Regions from separate parts of the Bombyx mori genome. Here all the other regions are linked to region 2. A link is a contact called in public Hi-C data. All regions are on one chromosome and are shown on one strand. Each heading gives the region's core, a stretch centred on a gene start, on an enhancer-like site or on the middle of the called end of the contact. The rest is flanking DNA. Distances are from core to core; before and after follow the strand shown. Region 1 overlaps LOC101736598 (leucine-rich repeat and calponin homology domain-containing protein). Region 2 holds the start of LOC101736598 (leucine-rich repeat and calponin homology domain-containing protein). Region 3 overlaps LOC101736598 (leucine-rich repeat and calponin homology domain-containing protein).

Region 1 (2,700 bases), core at 105-2,604, 38 kb after region 2:
GATGACCGGTGCTTGAGGTACCTAAAAGCACCGTTAGTGGATCGGGATGATCCGAAATGACGTGTTTTGGGCGACGTCGACTACTTTCCATTCTGTCCGCAGGATCGGGAATGTAGTTACCGGCGGCCACGATGAGAGGGTTCTCGTCTCGAAATGGTCTACTTTGATATTAATGTTGTGTACCATCGACACTAAAACATTTTCAAGAACGTTTTAACGTCAAAAACATTTTAATGTAAGGACCTACATTCATTATTTTTTTGTATGAATCAATAAAAATACTTCACAAAATATATTGTTAGTATATTATTTGACAAAAAACGAAAGCCTTTCGAACACCCACACACTTTTGCTTTCGAGTGTCCGATTTCATCTGCAAAGCAGTAACGCAAACGTTTGCCACGAAATCTTTCTCATATGAATATCTAACTGTGTTACATAAACATTTGAAGAATCTGTTCATTACATAGCCCAGTTATTAAAAATAATGTTTGTAAAATGGAATAGAAGAATGACTTGTCTGTATATATTTAGTTGATTAATTGTTGAGTAAGAGAAACTCTTATAATTGAGAAATAGTAATTAAAGGTTGTTGTAAGAATATGGATTAAGATAATATTTTTATTTTTAATTTTTTTTATTGCCTTTGTAGGCAGACGAGCATACGGCCCACCTGATGGTGAGTGGTTACCGTCGCCCATGGACTTCAGCAATGCCAGGGGCAGAGCCAAGCCGCTGCCTACCGCTAAATAATAGGCGGTTAGTTTGTTATACGGCTACTGAAGCTCATACACGCATAATAATATCAGCTCATATTAGGATCCGAAGATCACATGACTGGATGATGGACACAACACTAAAAACACCAGAATGGTTCGCCTTTTTGTCATTTCTCCATCATTGGTTTTAGTTAGATTAGAAGCGGTTGACTAAGTATTCGCATTTTTCAGTTGAGAAAATCAGGTCGACTATGTCATCTGACTGCTACTGTGGGTGGTTTGTGTTAATAAAAAAAAACATTTAAAGAAAACTGGCATCTGACCAGATGCAACCACGACATGGTCTATTAAAATCACCTCAATCTTGTAAAATATTCGCAAAATCGTGAACATATATGCAAGTACATAATTACTTAGAAAAATTGTTTATTCTTTCGTGAACACTTTTAAATATGGAGCTGCGATCTTCTTAATAAATAAAAAACGAATTTAAATAATAACTTTTTGGTTTTATAATAATTCATTTCAACTTATACGCTTTTACGAATAAATTATTATTATAATTATATGTATGTACCTACAAAGCGTTTCTTCACATATCGCTGTTGCTATCGGAAAGCCAACAATACTTTTACGAAATATAAATAAATAATATGAACTCATAATTTCTTTATCTTGTTGTATTATTTAAGCAGAATAACGCAATATATCTATTTGTTATGTATGTTATAATGCGTGAATCTTTAAAACTATTGCTATTGTAATATGTGTTTTTTTATAATAATTACGTGACAAAATAGACTACAGTTATTAATTCTAAATTTTAAATTTTGTAATTACATTGTTCTGTTGACAAATATATTCATAATATTTGTTTACGTTTATAAGGGCTTAGTATGATATGTTACAGGAAAAATACTATTATAAATATATTGGTAAGGTATAGTTGCTCAATTGATAAATGGCCACGTCCCAGCATGGCAGGGCCCCATCTCTTCCCGCGGGTGTCGTAAAGGACCATGGGGTCCAGCGGAGAATGGGCAGTGACATTCACTGAGTATTATTATATCAACTAACTGCGATCGCTAACTGCTAATTATTGGTAGAGGCGATGTAGTAAACCGGCACGAGTGTGTGCCGCAAGCTTGCGTTTTTTTTGTCGCGAATCAGCCATGTTTAGAATACAATTGAGACATCGACTCATTTGTCAAGGTGGGTTTTTTTATTGCTTAGGTTTGTGAACGAGCACACGGCCCACCTGGTGTTAAGTGGTTACCGGAGTCCATAGATATATAAATCGTAAAAGCCGCCACTCACCTTGAGATATGAGGTCCAAGGTCTCAGTATAGTTACAACGGCTGCCCCACTCTTCCAACCGAAACGAAATACTGCTTCACGGCAGAAATAGGCAAGGTGGTGGTGTCTACCCGTGCTGACTCACAAGAGGTTCTACCACCAGTAATTACACAAATTAAAATTTTGCGGGTTTGATTTTTATTACACGATGTTATTCCTTCACCGTGGAAGTCAATCGAGAACAATTGTTAAGTACGTATTTCATTGTTTGACGGCATTCACGCTGTGATATCTGCGTTATCTGGTGATAGAGCCATATGGGCTCTTCTTGTAACCACTTAACACCAGATAAACCGTGAACTAATTAACTTATTTTTGCAATAAAAAGTCATAGGAAGCCTTTGATTTTGCGTTATTCAATATCTTAAACAAAGGACGCAAGTATTTCATTGTTAAATGCTTTGTTTCTTCGTTCCAATAGAAAATATATGCAGGATGCATCAGATCCGTTAAGTATCCGGAGTAGGACTGAGTCAGAAACTTATAATATACTAGCGGCCCGCTCCGGCTCCGCTCGGGTCTTTAACAAAAATTTCAACGATATTTGACTTTGTTTTATTTTTAAAATAAAAGAACACTTATTGCGGCATAACTATAATAGTTAGACATATGCTGTCGCGACACT
Region 2 (2,700 bases), core at 149-2,648:
CGGTCTTACTTCAACCGTCTTGCTACTACTTTCTACTTTAACACTCTGTTATTGTTATGGTGTATTTATGGCTCAAGGTATGCACTGCATTATAGTATTGCTTACATGTGCGAGATGAGGTGAAGTGAGGCAACTTTTTGGCTTTTCACTTTATTACTTATATGTTTTATCCATGAAGCAGTTTACATCTCATGCTGCTAAATAGTAATTGGAGCATCTAGACAGCACAATTAGTGCTTAAAATACAGTGCTTACTAAAATGAGCTTACTGGATCATAATATGAGCTCACATGCCGACAGATAAAACGATCGAAACATTATGCACTCATGGGAAAAAATATTTTTACAGCGACTCTAGAGAAGCTATTTCCTATGCCATATATAAGTTTGAGAAACACATGCCAAATGTATTTTTATCCAGGGTAGTTCATAGCTTAAAACAGAAACCAAAAATTACGTAAATGTGCCGGATGATATTATTTCCTATAGTATCATAAAATTAATGATTACCTCAATTTGAAATACACTCGATTTTTTTGTATTTTTAAGCGCATTTATTAAACGAAATGCATAAGAAATTGTCATTTTAAAATATTATATTATAAATAATTCTAATTTTATTATCACAGTTCAGTGGATTTTTAGGTTATACAATTCTAAAGTAATTGCACTGTAAATAAATGTCAATTGTCAATGTCACATATACATTACTGTCATTTTGTTTAATTCTTATGTTGGTGCCCATGCCTTCTGACGATAGCGTCAATTTTTTGGTCAATCAATTCTCGATTACTGGAAATAAAATTATGAATGGATTTTCTTTTTCTTGATTAAATAAATTCTAATAGTTGTTAATTAGTTAAATGTTAAATATAGTAAAAATAGTATAGCGTATATAAAAGTTTTGAAGTCGTCGCGTCGTGCCCTAAAGGTTATAACACTTGGAAATACATACATAACAAATATTCACGGTTGTCTATTAAGGCGAAGAAATGATATCATGCATTAAAAATAAAGCCTGCTAAATTATAGCTTGCGTAATAATTGGTTGTAGGGCCAAGCATTGTTTCGTTTCATTTTGGGGAAGCAACCGTTGTACTGTAAAAACTAAGACTTTAGAAATAATGTCTAAAGTAGATGGCGACATTTGCGTTGTTGATGTCTATGGGGCCCCGATAAACATTTAACACCAGGTGGGTTGGAGCTCGTCTACCTATCAAATCAATAAAAAAAAATCTAATAACATATAAAATCAAATAAAATATAGAATAAATAAAGTATATGTTCAAAATTAGACCGCTTTAATATTGAACGAATAAATCTGAAGTTGGTGCGATACAATTTGCGCTTAGCCAACTTACAGAAAAAAGAAAAAGCTGAAAACAGTTTTCTGTTTTAGTTTAAAAAGAATATGGCCGTGTTAGGGCCGTGTGTGAGTGGAAATATGAACGGGCAAAGTAATATCCATAGTCAGTTAACAAAATCATTAGAAAGAATTTTGGAAGATGCGTACCTTAGTGGTGAATTAAAATTAAGTGGACGTAAACTTAGAGATTTTCCGAAACCTGTGAAATATGACTTGAGTGATACAGTTGTTGCTGGTAAGTCGAAGTTTTATAAATAAATGCTGGTGCATTTCTGTGTTTATTAATTTATTTTGGGCCGGTTTTACGTATAGACGACGTAGAAGAGAGCTTAAGAATCATAAAAATGTTTTATTTTTGTATACCGGCATGCGTATCGGCGACGCTATCTTTATTTGTCATCAAATCGATCGGTACCTGTGATAGCCTAGCGCAGATAGGTAATAAGATTTCCGGTCTGTATACCTATTACTGACTGCATATAATGTTTCCGAGAAACATAAAATACGATATTAAGATTACGTAGTTGCGCTGATAACAGTGAGAGAATATTTTATTTACGTTTCTTTAGATGTACACATGTGTTTTTGTTTTTCGATAACTTTGAGTGGGTTTTTATTTTATTGCTTCAAACTGTACTGAAAATGTTTACATGTGAACACAATACCACCACTCTCTGTCCTAGTTAGCCAAATTAGAAAAATGTTTTATTTTCGTTTTGAACTAAGATTCGCGGATAGGACGTTGACCTTTTTGAGTCTGCTAGTTACTGTTGTTGAGAACACTTAAGAATAGGCTAAACTAGATGAAGTGTTATTTTCTTTAATAAATGATATAATTAGAAGAAAAAGACACTTGTAACTGTAGTAAACAACATCTTTGTAAGCACACACTCATCATTTTATTTCCATACTATTCTTAGGGGTCTAGTGGAGCAGAGTTCTAAATACGGTGTTTATTTGTATATAAATATCTTAACAAACTTTGATTACTTTGATTTATTCACCCACATGAATACATACAGAAGAAATAAACAAATTGAACTTACTGTTTTAACTGTGGCTCCTTGGGATTAAAATCTTAAGTGCTGTGTGGTAAACACATCTTAAAGCATGTGTTAATGAACTCATTTATAGTTTTGCCCAGTCAAGTGGTTACTGTTTGGACAATAGATGATCAATTTATAAGTCTTAATATATATATTTTTTTTATTGCTTAGATGGGTGGACGACCTCACAGCCCACCTGGTGTTAAGTGGTTACTGGAGCCCATAGACATCTACGACGTAAATGCGCCACCCACCTTGAGATATAAAATAAATAATTAATTTAAATAT
Region 3 (2,700 bases), core at 149-2,648, 57 kb after region 2:
GCTATTTCAGCGTAAGAGCTGTTTGTTAGCACTACCCGCATGCGACCTTCCGTACATTGATGGTACATATAAACCAAACCAACCTTGCTTAAAGTGTCGTTACATTCAGTGTATCTATATATTAATACGTGAAGAAAAACTTTGTATCCCTTTTTACGAAAATTGCGCGGACGGAGGAGTATGAAATTTTCCACACTTATAGAGAATATAGAGAAGAAGTGCACAATGCTAATTTTTTTTTAATAATGCATAAAAGATACATTAAATCAATAAAGAAAACATTACACACACTACATACCATGTATTTGACGCACACACGCATGCATACTATTTATTGTCAAACTTTTATTCTTGACGTCTGTTGTCAAATTGAGAATAGATTAAATATTGTTTGTCTTTGTTAATATTTTTTATAGTGTAGTCTTGGCGAAATTTGTGATTATAGAAGTATAAAATACAATTATAATAGTGTACAAACTTACAATTCCAATTAATGATAGTCGAATTTCGACTACTGCGGGACCTCTAGTTCATAGTAAATTTACTTTAGACACTTTATACGAGGATGACATCTTTTTCAACCAACTCCATCAGACGTACTATGTATGCAGAATAACTGGTTTAATTTGTTTTTAAATCGTTTGACCATTAAGGCAATTAGTTTCTCGTTATCTTTTATAAAAATAAAATAACGTTTTAAATTTGAGTCGTAAGAAATGTCAGTTTATGTTCCAAGTAAATCTTCTGTGTGGGAAGAATCATCAAATGTCACCTCCTCTGTATTGCGCAATCGCTTTAGAGAGTATCTTTTGTTTTGCTTATAGCATAGATGTTATAGATTGTGATTGTAGAATGTCTCATGACACCTGATCCGATATCAACTACATATTTTTGCAGCGAAACAGTAATGTGTTCTGTTTTGAAAGGGTCAATTGAGTAATCACTGAAGTCTTCAAACAAAGTGTTCTTCTGTCTAAGAAAATTTATGTATGATCTGATGATATTAAGTGGTTACCGGTACCCATACACATCAAAAACGTAAACGCCGCATTGCCACGTGAGTTTTAAGTCTCAGTTTTTACCGTACACCGGCTGCCCTACCCTACGAACCGAAACGCATTACTGCTTCACGGCAGAAATAGGCAGGGTGGTGGTTACCTACCCGCACGGGTTCACAAGACGCCCTACCACCAGCATTATAAAATTTTGTTAATAATTCGATTTACAGGTATGCATGCGCGGGCGCGTGCACATCTTCAAATATTTAGAGAACATGGCGAACAAAGACACGTTGCCCTCGCACAAGAGAGTCGAAGAGACCCGGTGGTCGACCAAACATAACTCGTACGTTATCAGCTCGCCCACCCAGAACGTAACGCATCAGATCACCTCCGGCAACGCTACTATAGACTGCCTCAGGCATAAGCCGCGACACGTCGTGGACAGCGGCTACTGTACAGACGGAGTTGATAAACGGTGGTCGAATGATGGTGAGTCCTTTATTCTTCTTTTTTTATTTATTGCTTTTAATGGGTGGACGAGCTCACAGCCCACCTGGTGTTAAGTGGTTAGTGGAGCCCATAGACATGTACAACGTAAATGCGTCACCCACCTTGAGATATGAGTTCTAAGGTCTCAGTATAGTTACAACGGCTGCCCCACCCTTCAAACCGAAACGCATTACTGCTTCACGGAAGAAATAGGCAGGGTAGTGGTATCTACCTGTGCGGACTCACAAGAGGTCCTACCACTGGTAATTACGCAAATTATCAAATCGTGAACATTTATTAAGTACGTATTTCATTAGAAAAATTGGTACCCGCCTGCGAGATTCGAACACCGGTGCATCGCTACATACGAATGCACCGGACGACTTATCCCTTAGGCCACGACAACTTCTAAATCTTCGACTTGTACGACTTCTTCTTCTTCTGCACTCGAATGTTCTAGGCTTATAGCGTTGATGTGTTCTTTGGTTTAAACGAATCGAAGACAGCTACACATTTGGACTGCGGATTGAGTACTTCTAACGATGCCGGAAACTACTCAACACAGCTGAACTTTAATATCGCAAACAAAGAAGTTCTTACAATAATAATCTAATTTAAAAAAGGAATAAATTTGATATTAAATTAAATTAAATAATAAATTGTTCAAAATATTACATCCTACCTTCTAGAACAGAGAAAATAGCTTTAAATGAAATCAGTTTGATTATGACACGTCACTGATATTGTTTCACTATGACGTCATTAATTGATCGTTTTCCGTGAGACTGCGGCAGTAGCCAAGCCGAAATATCTTTCGTCTGTTATTATAGCATTTAACAGAAAACACGGACTTTGTCCATACAAATGAATTCCTGTTTTCCTCCGGAAAATAAACTAACAGTTTTTTCGTTACTATTAGAAAAATTGTTATTATAAAATATTATCCACCATTTTTGACATTTTTTGTCACCCTAAACATTTGTAAGGAAACACAACATTAAAGCAAAGCCAGCATTAAACATACATGCTGGTTTTTAAATTAGCGTACAAGAGATGTTGTGATCTAAAAAGCTTTCAGGATTATCTTAAGACATCAAAACTATAATTTACAAATTCCCCCGCTTCCAATTCCCAACATGTTGTTGCTGTCCCTGAACTTAGTGTCATAAAATAAGTGATGCGATGACATTTTTATTACCGGAAACTATAC

Evidence for each region. A called contact is a pair of places that touch in the nucleus more often than the background predicts.
Region 1: a Hi-C map of whole pupa shows a contact between it and region 2, with 2.2 times the contacts expected there. The contact joins the enhancer-like site here to the promoter of LOC101736598 in region 2. A contact is called at or near these places in 2 of 7 Hi-C or Micro-C datasets (both in whole pupa).
Region 3: a Hi-C map of whole pupa shows a contact between it and region 2, with 4 times the contacts expected there. The contact joins the enhancer-like site here to the promoter of LOC101736598 in region 2. A contact is called at or near these places in 4 of 7 Hi-C or Micro-C datasets (midgut and whole pupa).

What each region holds. Positions count from the first base shown.
Region 1 is chr4:4,248,100-4,250,799 of ASM3026992v2, reverse strand. The region is part of intron 2 of LOC101736598 (leucine-rich repeat and calponin homology domain-containing protein); the gene reads left to right. The region is part of intron 1 of LOC134198741 (a long non-coding RNA gene); the gene reads right to left. Among protein-coding and RNA genes, the nearest start is that of LOC101743906, 7.4 kb to the left of the region's middle. Within about 2 kb of position 1,354, at least 2 of the 8 cell types and tissues checked have open chromatin away from gene starts, as enhancers often do.
Region 2 is chr4:4,285,911-4,288,610 of ASM3026992v2, reverse strand. It overlaps LOC101736598 (leucine-rich repeat and calponin homology domain-containing protein), which reads left to right and starts at 1,398. Exons shown (of 10, transcript XM_062668082.1): 1 at 1,398-1,601. The coding sequence starts at 1,412. LOC101738219 (elongation factor G, mitochondrial) reads right to left here and starts at 715. Exons shown (of 11, transcript XM_038010643.2): 1 at 511-715. The coding sequence starts at 585. The region is part of intron 1 of LOC134198741 (a long non-coding RNA gene); the gene reads right to left.
Region 3 is chr4:4,229,244-4,231,943 of ASM3026992v2, reverse strand. LOC101736598 (leucine-rich repeat and calponin homology domain-containing protein) reads left to right here. Exons shown (of 10, transcript XM_062668082.1): 5 at 1,229-1,490. All of the region lies in intron 1 of LOC134198741 (a long non-coding RNA gene), which reads right to left. Among protein-coding and RNA genes, the nearest start is that of LOC101743906, 26 kb to the left of the region's middle. Within about 2 kb of position 1,398, at least 3 of the 8 cell types and tissues checked have open chromatin away from gene starts, as enhancers often do.